Linked DNA regions of Mus musculus: region 1 is linked to region 2. The links are chromatin contacts, called in public promoter capture Hi-C maps. All regions are on one chromosome and are shown on one strand. The core of a region is the stretch at or near the end of the contact, and the rest is flanking DNA. Distances in the headings are between cores, read along the strand shown.

The links. Promoter capture Hi-C pulls out the DNA fragments that hold promoters and counts their contacts.
Region 1: a contact with region 2 is called in a promoter capture Hi-C map of pre-B cells. The contact joins the promoter of Ascc3 here to the promoter of Nt5dc1 in region 2. A contact is called at or near these places in 1 of 39 promoter capture datasets (pre-B cells) and 1 of 484 Hi-C or Micro-C datasets (CD4 T cells).

What each region holds. Positions count from the first base shown.
Region 1 is chr10:50,590,506-50,596,981 of GRCm38.p6, reverse strand. Ascc3 (activating signal cointegrator 1 complex subunit 3) reads right to left here and starts at 4,313. Exons shown (of 42, transcript NM_198007.2): 1 at 4,085-4,313.
Region 2 is chr10:34,416,831-34,423,272 of GRCm38.p6, reverse strand. It overlaps Nt5dc1 (5'-nucleotidase domain containing 1), which reads left to right and starts at 4,722. Exons shown (of 12, transcript NM_176968.5): 1 at 4,722-4,912. The coding sequence starts at 4,820.

The DNA of each region.
Region 1 (6,476 bases), core at 3,064-5,563, about 16 Mb before region 2:
GTATCACCAAAACAAATAGAAGAGAGGTCTAAGAAAAATGTTACAGCCAACTGTATAAAAATACTATAAAACCATGTGGTAAAATGCCCAGTGAATTAAGCATTTTACCCATGTTCTTCCAAAGTTCATCTTTTAGTATTGTATGAGCACAGTATCTCTAAGAAAGGAGTTAAATTTGGACACTGTCAAATTTATCAGGTTTCAAGGTGACACGTGTGGGTTAAGACATATCTTTTACTGTAAATGTAAAGACTTACTTGAAAGATTACCTAGTGTAACTCACTTATCTTTTTGTAAGATAGAGGCCAACAGAACAACAAATGCACTCACTGATAAATGGATATTAGCCCAGAAACTTAGAATAAACACAATTCCTAATAGTTCTGTTTGGAGAGTAAAAGTGAAGATAGGCCAAAATGTAGTAAAACCAGAAAGAAAATTTATACCAGACAGGGAGTCCTATAATGGCACAAACATTCATTACATTCAAATTCAGTTCTATATATTACTGTGTCTCTCTATCTCCCTCTGTCTGCCTGCCCTGCCTGGCCCCCATGCTCTACCTCATGATTGCTAGATACCTTTACAATTAGAGTTAGATTCTCACTTATCTCTCTCATTTCATTGGGTTTGGCTTGTCTTCCTTCACTTCTGTGAGCCATTCTCCAGAGAGAACTCTTACTAGTTCCATTTTCTAAGCCGCAAAATGAAAAAGAACCACAAAATATTTCTGATACTCCTTTCAAGATAATTAAAACTTGATTAAGTGTTGAGTTCAAGCTTTATATAGGGACTATTTGCTAGGTGTTGAGCCAGGCAAAACAAAGAAATAAGTTACTATAATGCTTACTCACATGTAAGTATGAAGTACAGACTGAGAATTTCTTATTTGAAATGTTTGAAATTAAAGTGCTCCCAGACTGAGGCTGTTAGATTTTAGAATATCTGCATGTAAAAAATGAAATAGGTTTGTCAATGATGGTCCGTCCCACAATTAAACAAAGTTAATTTATGCTTTATAGTAAAGTCCCAGATTGATTTTACTCAATATTTTTAATAATTTTGCCGATAATGTGCAACTTTCTACTTTTGATGTCAAGTCAGTTATAAAAGCTCCAAATACCAGGTTCTGTATAGCAAAGAAACTGTCAGCACAGCACAGACAACCCACAGAACAGGTCTTTACCAGTTGTACTTCAGAAAAGGGGTTAATATTCAGAATTTACAAAGAATTACAAAATTAAATACCAAGGAAATAACAGATGGGCTAAAGAACTGAACAGTGTTCAAAAAGAGAAACACCAATGACCAAGTTAGTTTAAAAGTCTTCAACATTTTAGTATTTTAAGAGCCAATGGGAAAATTCAAACTAAAACTTTAAGATAACACCAGTCAGAATACTGGTCATCAAGAAGTTTGATAACAAATGTTGGAGAGAATGTGGAGACAGGAACCCTTATTCACAGATGGTAGATATGCAAATTAATAGAGGCATTATGGGAATCCACTGGAAAGTCATCAAAAATATAACTAACATATGACCTATTTTACTCCTGGGTATCCCTGAAGAACTCCCAGTTATACCATATAGATAATTGTAACCCCATGTTTACTACTTTTTTTAATTAACTATAAAAAGAACACAGAACCAACCTTATTGTCCATCCACAAATGAAAATCGCTGTGTATGTGTGTGTGTATATATACACACACATACATATATACACTCACACACACATACATATACATAAGTATACATATATCTATACACACACACACACACACACATATATATGTATACATTCACACACACACACACACACACACACACACACATATATATGGCAATACTCAGAACTTATTCTCAACCTGTGGGTCACAACTCTTTGAAGGGTAACATATCAGCCTGAGTATCAGATATTTACATAACGATTCATAACAGTAGCAAAATTATAGTTATGAGGTAGCAACGGAATAATTTTATGATTGAGGGTCACCACATCATGAGGAGCTGTACTAAAGGGTTGCTGCATTAGGAAGGTTGAGAACCACTGGCTTAGAATGACCCATAGTGATGTCATATTATCTCAGAAAGAAAGAGAAACATGTCTTCTCTTATACTAAGCTACTAGCTTAGTGCCTCCCTCCTCCCTATCTCCCCTGAGTGTGTGTGTGTGTGTGTGTGTGTGTGTGTACAAATGTAAACATGCGTTCGGTGAACATATATAGAAGATTTAATATTAGGTGATAAAGGAGAAATGAAATCAAGTAATAGACATTGTAGAGCTTTTTTTCCATTTTAATTGTTATTTTTTTCATTTTTTGTGGGGAATAAGTGAGTTAAAATATATGTGCTAGTGAAAATGTAAAATTCAACGTAAAGCTCTACAGTTTCAGAATTCTCTAACTGTATAATACCTCCGTTGAGGTGGAGACTTCAGATATGGCTCATTGTTCCTCATGACATTTATTTACAAGTTCTTTGTAATGAAGTTTTGGGAGTACTTCATATTTTGGGTTTTCAGATTTGGAATTCTCAGATTCCTTATTGTCTCCTCTGTAATTCTTCATTTATTTCTGGAGATGTTCATGAGCTAAAATTTTAACTGCGCATACTCACTTTCTCAAAGTTGAAAACTGTACTTATACAAACTATCCTCAAGAAAGATGTATTAGAGTAAAAAGTTTATTCTGTTACCATATAGGCTCTTTATAAAAATGTTTTGTATGTAGACTTTCTATATCCTATGCCAGACATGAGGTATCAATACAACCAATGTAAATACTAGAAAAAAATGAAAACGCTTCCAGCCAGAAATTTGTTTCCAATTATTAATTTAAACATCCCTTCTAAAAGAGTGTTTGCTAGTTAACTATACAAAGTTCTGTGAGAACAGGGACTTTCTATGTCCTACACCTCCCACAGTGCTAGGGAATGAATGAAGAGTGAACAAATGAATGAATTAATGAATGAACCAAGTTTTTTAGAAAAAATTATTCAACAAGGATCAAGAAAACTAAGTCTTGCAAAATTAATTCACTCATGTAAATAACACTAAGCTACACTTAACTGACATCTCTATGAATATTTTAATGCAACACAGTATTATCTTTGTGGATGGCTTACTTATGCAGTGGGTTTCATAGAATAAAGTAATCCTTTTTTTTTTTTAGGTTTTTTTTTTTTTTTTTTTTTGAGGCAGTGTAGCCCTGGCTGTCCTAGACCAGGCTGGCCTCGAACTCAGAAATCCGCCTGCCTCTGCCTCCCAAGTGCTGGGATTAAAGGCGTGCGCCATCACGCCCGGCGCAACACCAGTATTATAATCGTCATGACGTGAAAAACTAAATACAAAACATGAGCTAGAGCACGTCCAGCCTAGACTCAGAAGCGGAATTTGAGAACAATCAAACTCAGAAAACAAACGTTTCAGCTTATGAATCTGAAAAGGGGGTAGATATAGTTGACTGTTCTAATTTTTATCCAGGAACAACAACAACAACAACAACAACAACAACAACAAAAACCACACCACAGGTAGCAATTAGACTGCACTTGTGATGCATATCAAACTCAGTAGACTGAACTTCTTTCTTTTAAAGGTAAAGGAAATTACAGCATCCTACCAAGAACCACTTCATCTACCCCCTTAGCATAGACACTTCTTTATTTAAAAAAAAAAAAAAATACATTCTAGAGTCCTCCGATTGTTAAATTCACCCACTGCCCTGAACTCCAGGACCCAAAGCACTCGCTCCTCTGTGTTGTGGGGGAAACCCAACCCAACAGATGTAGGCGAAGAACGACGTTGCTAGGAATGTGTAATATAAATAAGGGGAGAGGGAGGAGAAAAACAGGTTAAGCCTAGAACAGAAAATTTTTCATCTTGTGGCCATTCTGTCCTTACACGTGGGCAATCGCGCTGGAGTTTTCACCCCAACCCCCACCTACAAACTTAGGTGAGCCGGGACGCCCAGCCGAGGGATGACAGCTCGGTCCACCCGCGCTCTTCCGGACTCTGAGACCAGCCCCGCCCCGCCGCACACTCGGGCTCCGCCACCCGCGCCCTCCCTCTCCCTAGCTCACCTCAGCCCCGCCGCCACGCGCGCCTCCGGCCTCCTGGAGGTTTGCTTCCTCTTCTCACTCCGGCGGAGCGGAGCGGAGGGCTGCGCCCCGACCTCCTCCGCAGCACACGCGGGCCGGCGGGGGTCGCTCGCTGTCACGCCTTAGCGCGCGAGGGCTGCCCAGCTGGCACTGACCCACAAACCCACACACCCGCGCCGAGCGACGGAGGGGCGGGGCGGGCGCCGGCCATACGTCACCGACCGCGACGCCAACGTCGCCACGTCAGCACCCGGCCGCCCTCGGCCCCGCCCATGCGGGGGTTGGCGTCGGGTGGCGTACACGCTAGCAAGTTTCAGCTCAGTTTTAGTGGTCCGACTCTTGGTTCCCTCCGGCCGACTCCCTAATCCCCGCTTGGTTCTGATAATGGCACCGAGTAATTAATTCCTATTGAAGGCAGAAACCAGTGAGTCACAGTCCCGTGGTTACTAGATGGTTCCGCCCACCTGCTCTAGGCTCAAGTTTCGATTTCCCTGAGTTTCATTATTCTCCACTTTGTACTTCTGAAGTTGTTTCTGACCTTCGAAACAAAACATCTGACGATAGCCTGGTGCGACTGGCAAATTTAGAAAAGCTAGCCTAAAAAAACTGCATTGTTGTTAAGTTTGAACTGATGAGCGAGGATACAGATGTGGTATGCATTGTCATCCTACCCTTTCAGCCCATTCTTCCCGAGACAGTTGTCCTAAAACTCACCAGAACCCTGTTTTATAGAAGCAGCATTGGTTGAATAATAAACATAACTTGCCAAACCCACTGGAAGTTCTGTATACCAGACTGAGGTAAGAAGACCTCAATAGCGATAGAAGCATTTCAGAAATTAAAATGAGATAACGCAGATGAAAAGAATCATGAAGTATTAATGAAACTTGGTAAGATTCACTAAGAGGAAAAGTTACTGGACTGTCAGCAATATGAAAGACCCATCTGGTGATAAAGGTTTGTCTGGTATGACCTGAACTTTATGAGGAAAACAAACAAAAACCCTTCACATTCTGAGAGTCCCTTCTAATACAATCCAAGGAACTAAATGCACTGTAGAAGCAATATATGACCATCACAGTCTCTACATTTCTCTAAGTTCCCAGTCTCTACATTTTCTAAGTAGATGCTGAATGCTTACATAATAGGGATTTGGGGGGAGGGAGACGCATTTTAGGAGAATTACTGGCTGGTTTTGCTAAAAGTTAGTCCAGTCGCATGTAGCCTTTCAAGCGTTTACAGTCTAACTCATTTTATCACCAAACTACAACTGGTGATCCCAAAGACTCTTGGTCTCACTAGAGAAAGAATTCTAGGAGAGATACAGAAGAGACTTAAGCAAAAGCAAATTCATTATAGTAAAAAAGCAGAGGCAGATATTCCCAAGTGGGAAGGCCACCTGAGAATCCAAGCAGAGGTGATGTGAGTGGCATAGAAATATTTTGCTAATCTGAGATACATAATTGTGGAATTTTCAGAAACAGAGAGAGCATTTCCATGAAGCAGGCAGGGAAGGAAGAGGGGTTTGATCAAACATAGAATTATAGTACCAAGATTGCAATTTTGGAACAGCATGTATGTTAAAAACCGCAACTATAAATAAGATGCTAATTAATTTCCAGCTGAACTTTTGGGTCTCAGAGTCTCTGCAGCATGCAGATATTACTTGTATAGAGTACAACTGAAAGTAATATCATCCTGGCACTCAATCGAGCTAGATGAAGCCATCACTGTTGGGTTAGATTTATGTTTTATTTTTCACTCTCTCCTCTACCAGTAAATGAGACAAGATAAATAAGTAAAAAAGAAAAATGAAAGGAGTCTACATAGATAGTTTAGATTATACCCAACAGAGTTCCAGAGGATCAAAAAGATGAAAATTGAAAATGTACTACCTGACTCTCCTGTGCTATGCTCAAGCCACTAGCCAGATTTGGCTCTACAAAATAGAAATCTGACTTATTGGAATTAAGGTTTTCAAAATATATGCCATATTTTGAAAACTTAACGGGAAGGTGATTGTAAGCTATCAACTTTTTATTTATTTTAGATAAGCCTTTGTACATTGAGCCAAATGAAATGTAATTATTTCAGCCCTTACTTTTAAAATGTATATCTATAAACTTTAAAATGGTGCAGGTGACTTAAATTATACTTCTACATAGTACCAGAGTGGAAGGAAATAACTTCACTAGTTTCTTAAGAAATACCTTTGAACTCCTTTATTTTCTCAGGGATGTTTTTCAAATGTTTACTAAAAGACAATCTACTAAAGATGGCTCCTAGTTTGGAGAAAGAAGAATGTCTAGAAAGTTTTTTAACAAAGCTAAAAGCAAATGCAATCTGATAAATAGCAACCCTCCTGCCTATACTG
Region 2 (6,442 bases), core at 3,473-5,972:
GTCCCCTATCATCATAAGATGTGATTTTAAATCAGAGTCTTATTTTTCTGGTGTGTTGGGGGTATCCAGAGCTTGCTCTGGTGGCAGAACTGGATTCTGATGACATCATGTAGCCTTGGTTTCTGCTGCTTATGTTCTTGCCCTTGCCTCTTGCCACCTGGTTATCTCTGGTGTTAGCTGGTCTTGTTGTCTCTGACTGTGGCTCTTCCCTCCTGCAAGCCTGTGTGTCAATACTCCTCAGAGACCAGTTCTCTCCCAGAGGAATTTGGGAATAGAGAGCTGTGGCAAAGGGTCAATTCCAGGGCACAGACCAAAACCAAAAGGATCCTGCCCCTGGCTGTTTCTTGATTCCTGTGTCCTGAGGGCTCTGGGCAGCTCCCTCAAAACAGAAGTAGTGGTCTTACCTGTGCTCACAATTGTGCTAGCACTCCTGGGAGACCAGCTCTCTCCTGGAGGTATTTGGGCAGGGAGAGCTGTAGCACAGGATCAGCTCGTGGTGCAGATTAAGCAAGGGATTTAACTTTTAGTTGTTAACAGGGTGTCTGTGTTATTTGTATAGAAACTTGATGTGTAAGAAGAGGAAACATCTTTATTTAAAAACAATATGCTTTATGAACCAGAGCAGTTGTATTTAACCCCAGTGTTCTGCAGGTAATGGAACAAAAGAGAGGAGACAAGTTCCTACAGAAGAGCTGGGATGAGGTTTGAGACAATGGACAGCAAAAGGTGGGTGGGGCTCAAGAAACTGAATAACTGGAAAATAACTCCCCAGTGAAATGATGTCCATAAGAGCATAAAGGCTCTCTGGACAATAACAAATAAAATGCTGGTTGATCACTAAGAATGAGACGATTGTTGAACAGGTCTAATGGCCAACTCCAGACCTCAAAAGCCACCTGTTTACAGATGGGGCTGACCCCCACCCCCTTTTTGAGAACAATGACTTATTTTCCCTCCTCCCCCGAAAACTTTTTAGCCCTGGTTCAAAACACCCAGAGAGGTTTGTAAAGGGAAGTTTCTGCTACATAATCAAGAAACAAACCTTCTAATACTCCTGTCTATGATTACTGACCACAGTAAGAGAATCCTTAAAGTGTCTATTAACACAAATACCCCCCATCACTCACACACACACACACACACACACACACACACAGAGAGAGAGAGAGAGAGAGAGAGAGAGAGAGAGAGAGAGAGAGACTCACACACACATAGTCTCTTCTAGGGAGACCTGTGACCTTCAAGTTTAAACTAAAATGGAAGTCAGATTTGGAAGGCCTTTTACTTTAGATTCACAAAAGCATTATGGAGGTCAGTGCTTCCACTAAAACTAATAAGGGAATGTTCGTTGATAAGAACAAGGGACAAAAGCTAGTCAAGCAAGGACTTCAAAAGACTTTTGTCCCTAGCCAGGTGTAAAAATGTCTTTGATTCTCTTCACACAGAGGCTAGGAATGCACAAGGGACCTCTGGTTCCTTTTCTGTCTCGTCTCTGTACTATGTGGATGAGCACCACTGCCTGGACACTGTAAATGATGGTGTAGCTAGAACTGAGCAGTTCCTGGATAGGTCAAGGGGGCGAGGCAAATGGACCAAGCAATGGCCTTCCCAGGCCAGATCCAGCTTCTGCCATCAGAACTGTAGGAATTCCCTTGTTGATTCTCCATCCTGGGACTTGCTCCAGTTACACAGGGACTCTGCCACCTTCTTCTTCTTCTTCTTCTTCTTCTTCTTCTTCTTCTTCTTCTTCTTCTTCTTCTTCTTCTTCTTCTTCTTCTTCTTCTTCTTCCTTCTCCTTCTCCTCCTTCTCCTTCTCCTTCTCCTTCTCCTCCTCGTCCTCCTCCTCCTCCTTCTTCTCTTTCTTCTTCTATTTTAAGCTCCCATCTACATTTCTGGACTAAAACTCCTTTCTCAACTCACCCTCCTATCTTCTTTCTCTGAATTTGAGAGTCAAGAACCCAGAGCTACTAATTCTGTGAAAGTTTTGTTTACCTGTGACTTTGTGACACCATAATTCTTGAGTTCAAGCCCTTCTGAAGCTAGGATGCCCTGACCTCTTCAAGGACCCTACTTTTACACTCATGGACCCCAGTTTCCTACATCAGTGTGAGCTACAAAAAAGCCTGCCTTTTCTCTTCACAGACAGTAAAGAATGGAGGATCTCAGTGGTCTTTAATCTCTGATTACTGACACGCTCAATTTTCTAGAGGACTTTCTCCTGTTCCTATTCCAGATTTGTTTGAGGCTCATTATAACAGAAAAGTTGTCAATGTGATTTCAAATGAGTCCATTAGGTATTATAAGCAAGCACCCTAACTAATTGCACTATCCATTGAACTATAATTAACAGAACTAATTTGGTCTATTTACCTTCTAAGAGTTAGTATCTGTAAGGGTTAAGTGAAATTCTCAACTATTTATATCATTATGCCATTTCAATTGCTCTTTCTCACTAGAGAAAAGTTTTTTTTTTAATTTAGAGTAACAGTATGAAGATTTGTATTTTCTCATTTAAATGGAGAAGTATGAGACAAAAAAAGACTTAATATACTTGTTTTTTCACATGCAGAGGCTGAAAGTTAAATGGTTCTGACATCCTTTGTCCCAACTGTATTGAGTTTTCTGAATCTAAAATAGTGTAATCCTGAATCAGGCAAATCATCACTCCTACCACTCTGTACTGCCTGCTCACAAAAGTTCTGGGTACAAAACTTTTTTTTTTTTTTTGATGAATTCCATTCATCAATGACATTTTTGATGTCTTCATAGAAAAACTCAATTAAAAGCAGGATAATCAAATAACCACCAGTGTAATGGGCTATTTCCTGGTTGTTAGCTTGACTATATCCGAAATGAACTACAATCCAGAACTGGAGGGCTCACCTGTGATCCAGATTTTGAGGCTGGAAGACACAAGTTTCTGATCTGGCTCTTGTCATGGAGATCTTGAGACATGATGACCGTGAAAAGCTTAGGCTCAGGCAAGGTAGTACAGGCCTTTAATCCCAGGAGACTGAGGCAAGGTGATATCTGGATTCAAGGTCAGCCTGGGACAAAGCAAGTCCTAGATCCAGGCATGGTGGTATGCACCTTTAATCTGAGCCACACTTTCTCATAGAAGCCTACCCAGGGACATTGGAAGAAGGAAGATTCACTCTTTTTCTTTTTCTTTTTTATTAATATTTTTTATTACTACGTATTTTCCTCAATTACATTTAGAATGCTATCCCCCATACCCCCCACACACACACACTTCCCTACCCACCCATTCCCATTTTTGGGCCCTGGCATTCCCCTGTACTGGGGCATATAAAGTTTGCGTGTCCAATAGGCCTCTCTTTCCAGTGATGGCCGACTAGGCCATCTTTTGATACATATGCAGCTAGAGTCAAGAGCTCCGGGGTACTGGTTAGTTCATATTGTTGTTCCACCTATAGGGTTGTAGATCCCTTTAGCTCCTTGGATATGTTCTCTAGCTCCTCCATTGGGGGCTTTGTGATCCATCCAATAGCTGACTGTGAGCATCCACTTCTGTGTTTGCTAGGCCCCAGCCTAGTCTCACAAGACCTACTTCTACAGAAGACCAGTTCAAACAACTAGCCTCACGGGACGGAGCAACTACCAAACTCTTCGAATTCCTATTAACAGTTGACCAATGCTCGGTGAGTTGAACTACAGACTATAAGTCATCACAATACATTCCTTTAATATATAGAGAACTCATTCCATAAGTTCTGTGTCTTTAGAGAACCCTGACTAATACAACCAGCCTTGGTGTTTTTGGTAAGGTGGTCTTCCATAATACGTAATATATTTTTTAATGCATTCCAATGGCTGAAATGATGCCAGGAATGTCTTTCATGTCTTATTACCAAACTATAGAGTAATAAAGCTGTTGATTCAACTTTCAAAGTCCACTTACCAAACTGTATGCTAAAGGGGTCTGTATTAGTCAGAGTTTTACTGCTGTGAACAGACACCATGACCAAGGCAAGTCTTATAAAAAACAACATTTAATTGGGGCTGGCTTACAGGTACAGAGGTTCAGTCCATTATCATCAAGGTGGGAGCATGGCAGCATCCAGGCAGGCATGGTGCAGGCAGAGCTGAGCGTTCTATGTCTTCATCCAAAGGCTGCTAGTGGAAGACTGACTTCCAGGCAACTAGGGTGAGGATCTTATGCCCACGCCCACAGTGACACACCTATTCCAACCTGGTCACACCTATTCCAACAAGGCCACACCTCCAAATGGTGTCACTCCCTAGTCCAAGAATATACAAACCATCACAGGGTCCAACAGTTATTTGTGCTCATAATTTTCTCACACACTGCTCCCACACTCAAGCCTCAAGGGATGAGGTTTCACTGGTATCATTTAGTAGTGTGGCGCCTGAAAAATGAACGAGAATTCCCACTAATTCTGTGAAACCTTAAGCTACATTAAGGACATTGGCTAGCAGGGTCCTAGTTGAGCATTTTAGCTCCTGCTGCACTGTACTAGCTGGAAGCAAGCCGTGGAACTGGCCTGAACCAGCCAGCAAAACTGGGGCGATCCAGGAGGCAGACAGGCCACTGACTTGGAGACGCGGGAGTGTGCTCAGAACCCGCCCTACTTGACTAGCTCCTCCCGACCAGACCACGCCCCGCCCGTCTGTCTTATATAAGCCTCCGCCCCGCCAAGCTCCGCCCCGTCAAGCCCCGCCCCGTCAAGCCCCGCCCCGCTCCGCGTCCTGCCTGCGAGTTACGCTTGTAGAGTCCCGGCAACTTCTCGCATGCTCTACCGGCCTTCCGGTCTGCGTTACCCGCCGCTGCCCTGCCATGGCTCAGCACTTCTCCCTGGGCGCCTGCGACGTGGTCGGCTTCGATCTCGACCACACGCTGTGCCGCTACAACCTGCCCGAGAGCGCCCGGGTGAGTGGCACGGACAGCCTCTAAAGGCGGCTGTGTAGAGTGTCGTAGGTCCCCGGCCGCTGGGCGGAAGTGTACTTTCAGGGGTTCTGCGGTCTTGAGGAGGAAGCCAGGGGCAGAAGATAGCGCAAGACCGAGCCGGGAAGCCGACTTGTAGAACCCTGAAAAAGCGGGGTCAGGGGCTTTGTGTGTCATTTGTTGATCCCAGGCCCTATTATTTTTTCCAACTCCTCTGGGCACCAGCTGAGTGGGTACAGCCACTTGTTTTGAACTTCAAGAAAACATGGCTGCATCTTTCCTTTTGCACACCCAAGTAATCACCTGTCAGAGTTTAAGTATTTCATACAGGGAGAGACTGTATAATAAATAGTATTGTGAGAAACACTGGGAGAAGTCGTTAACATCTTAGACCTCCTTTTGTCTTTACCAAGAGAAGAAAACAAGCATTTATTGTGCACGTACTACTTGATCTGTGCGTTTTAAATAAAGTTGTAATCTCAACAGAATCTACCCAGAATATGAGGGGATTAGATTGCTTTATTTGTAGGCTTATACCCTCATCTTAATCGCCCTGCTTTCTCTGACCCTTTGGGTTCACAAGAAACTAAAGAATTAAGAATATCACAGTGAGAAGTCTAAGCAGGACTCTGCAGTCAAAGTCCCTGGTTCGGGACCCTGGCACCAAGTGCCTAGCCCTGTGACACTGGGCAAATAATCTGGGTTCCTTCTCAATTAACCTTTCGAGGATTAAGTGTGCAGCCGATTGTTTGCTATTACGGTTAGCACCCACCACATCACTAGTGCAGACCACAGTCAGTGTAGTCCTGTCAGTGCCCCAGTTGGTCAGATTCTCCAAAATCAAAAATGAGGCTCCTGAATCACTCCGGTGTGTTTTCAAGCATACAGATGCTTTAAAAAAAAAAAAAGGTGTGTGTCCCTGCTGGGGCTCTGTTTTGCTTGCCAGTTGCACAGATCTCATTTCCTTTCTCATAGTTTAAAGACATTTAAGTCTTGGTCCTTTGGCTACTCTTTCAGAGTGTTCTCTGGGTGCTAATTTCTTTCCTTCCACGGCGTTCAGATTCCAGTCTGGTTCATCTTATGCCCTTCATCTGTATTCACTGTCGTTCATGGAGAATGTTGTTTAACCTCTGTCATGTTAAAAAGCCAGTTTTGTGCGTGTGTGAGCATACACATTTTAGGATAGAAGATTCAGAAGATACTCTACTGCAAGTTTTGAATCGCAGTGCTGATTAAAGGCTGAAAACGATACCCTGGTGAATCTTGGTTATGCTTGGTATAGAAATCCTAAGTCTCACCGAGTGCTGAACACCAGGACATAGTTAGGGACACACATCAACCACACACAAGTAGGAGCCTCTCTGTGGTTAGCAACCTGTTACCAGAAAGACGATGTAAAGTTCTTTTGCATTCTTATGGGGGAGAGGAGTATTTGCCAAGGCTTGCTATTGCCTGTCCCGGAGGGAGGGTCTCTTCCCTTCCATTCAGTGTCTCTTCATCATGTGGGGTCTCATC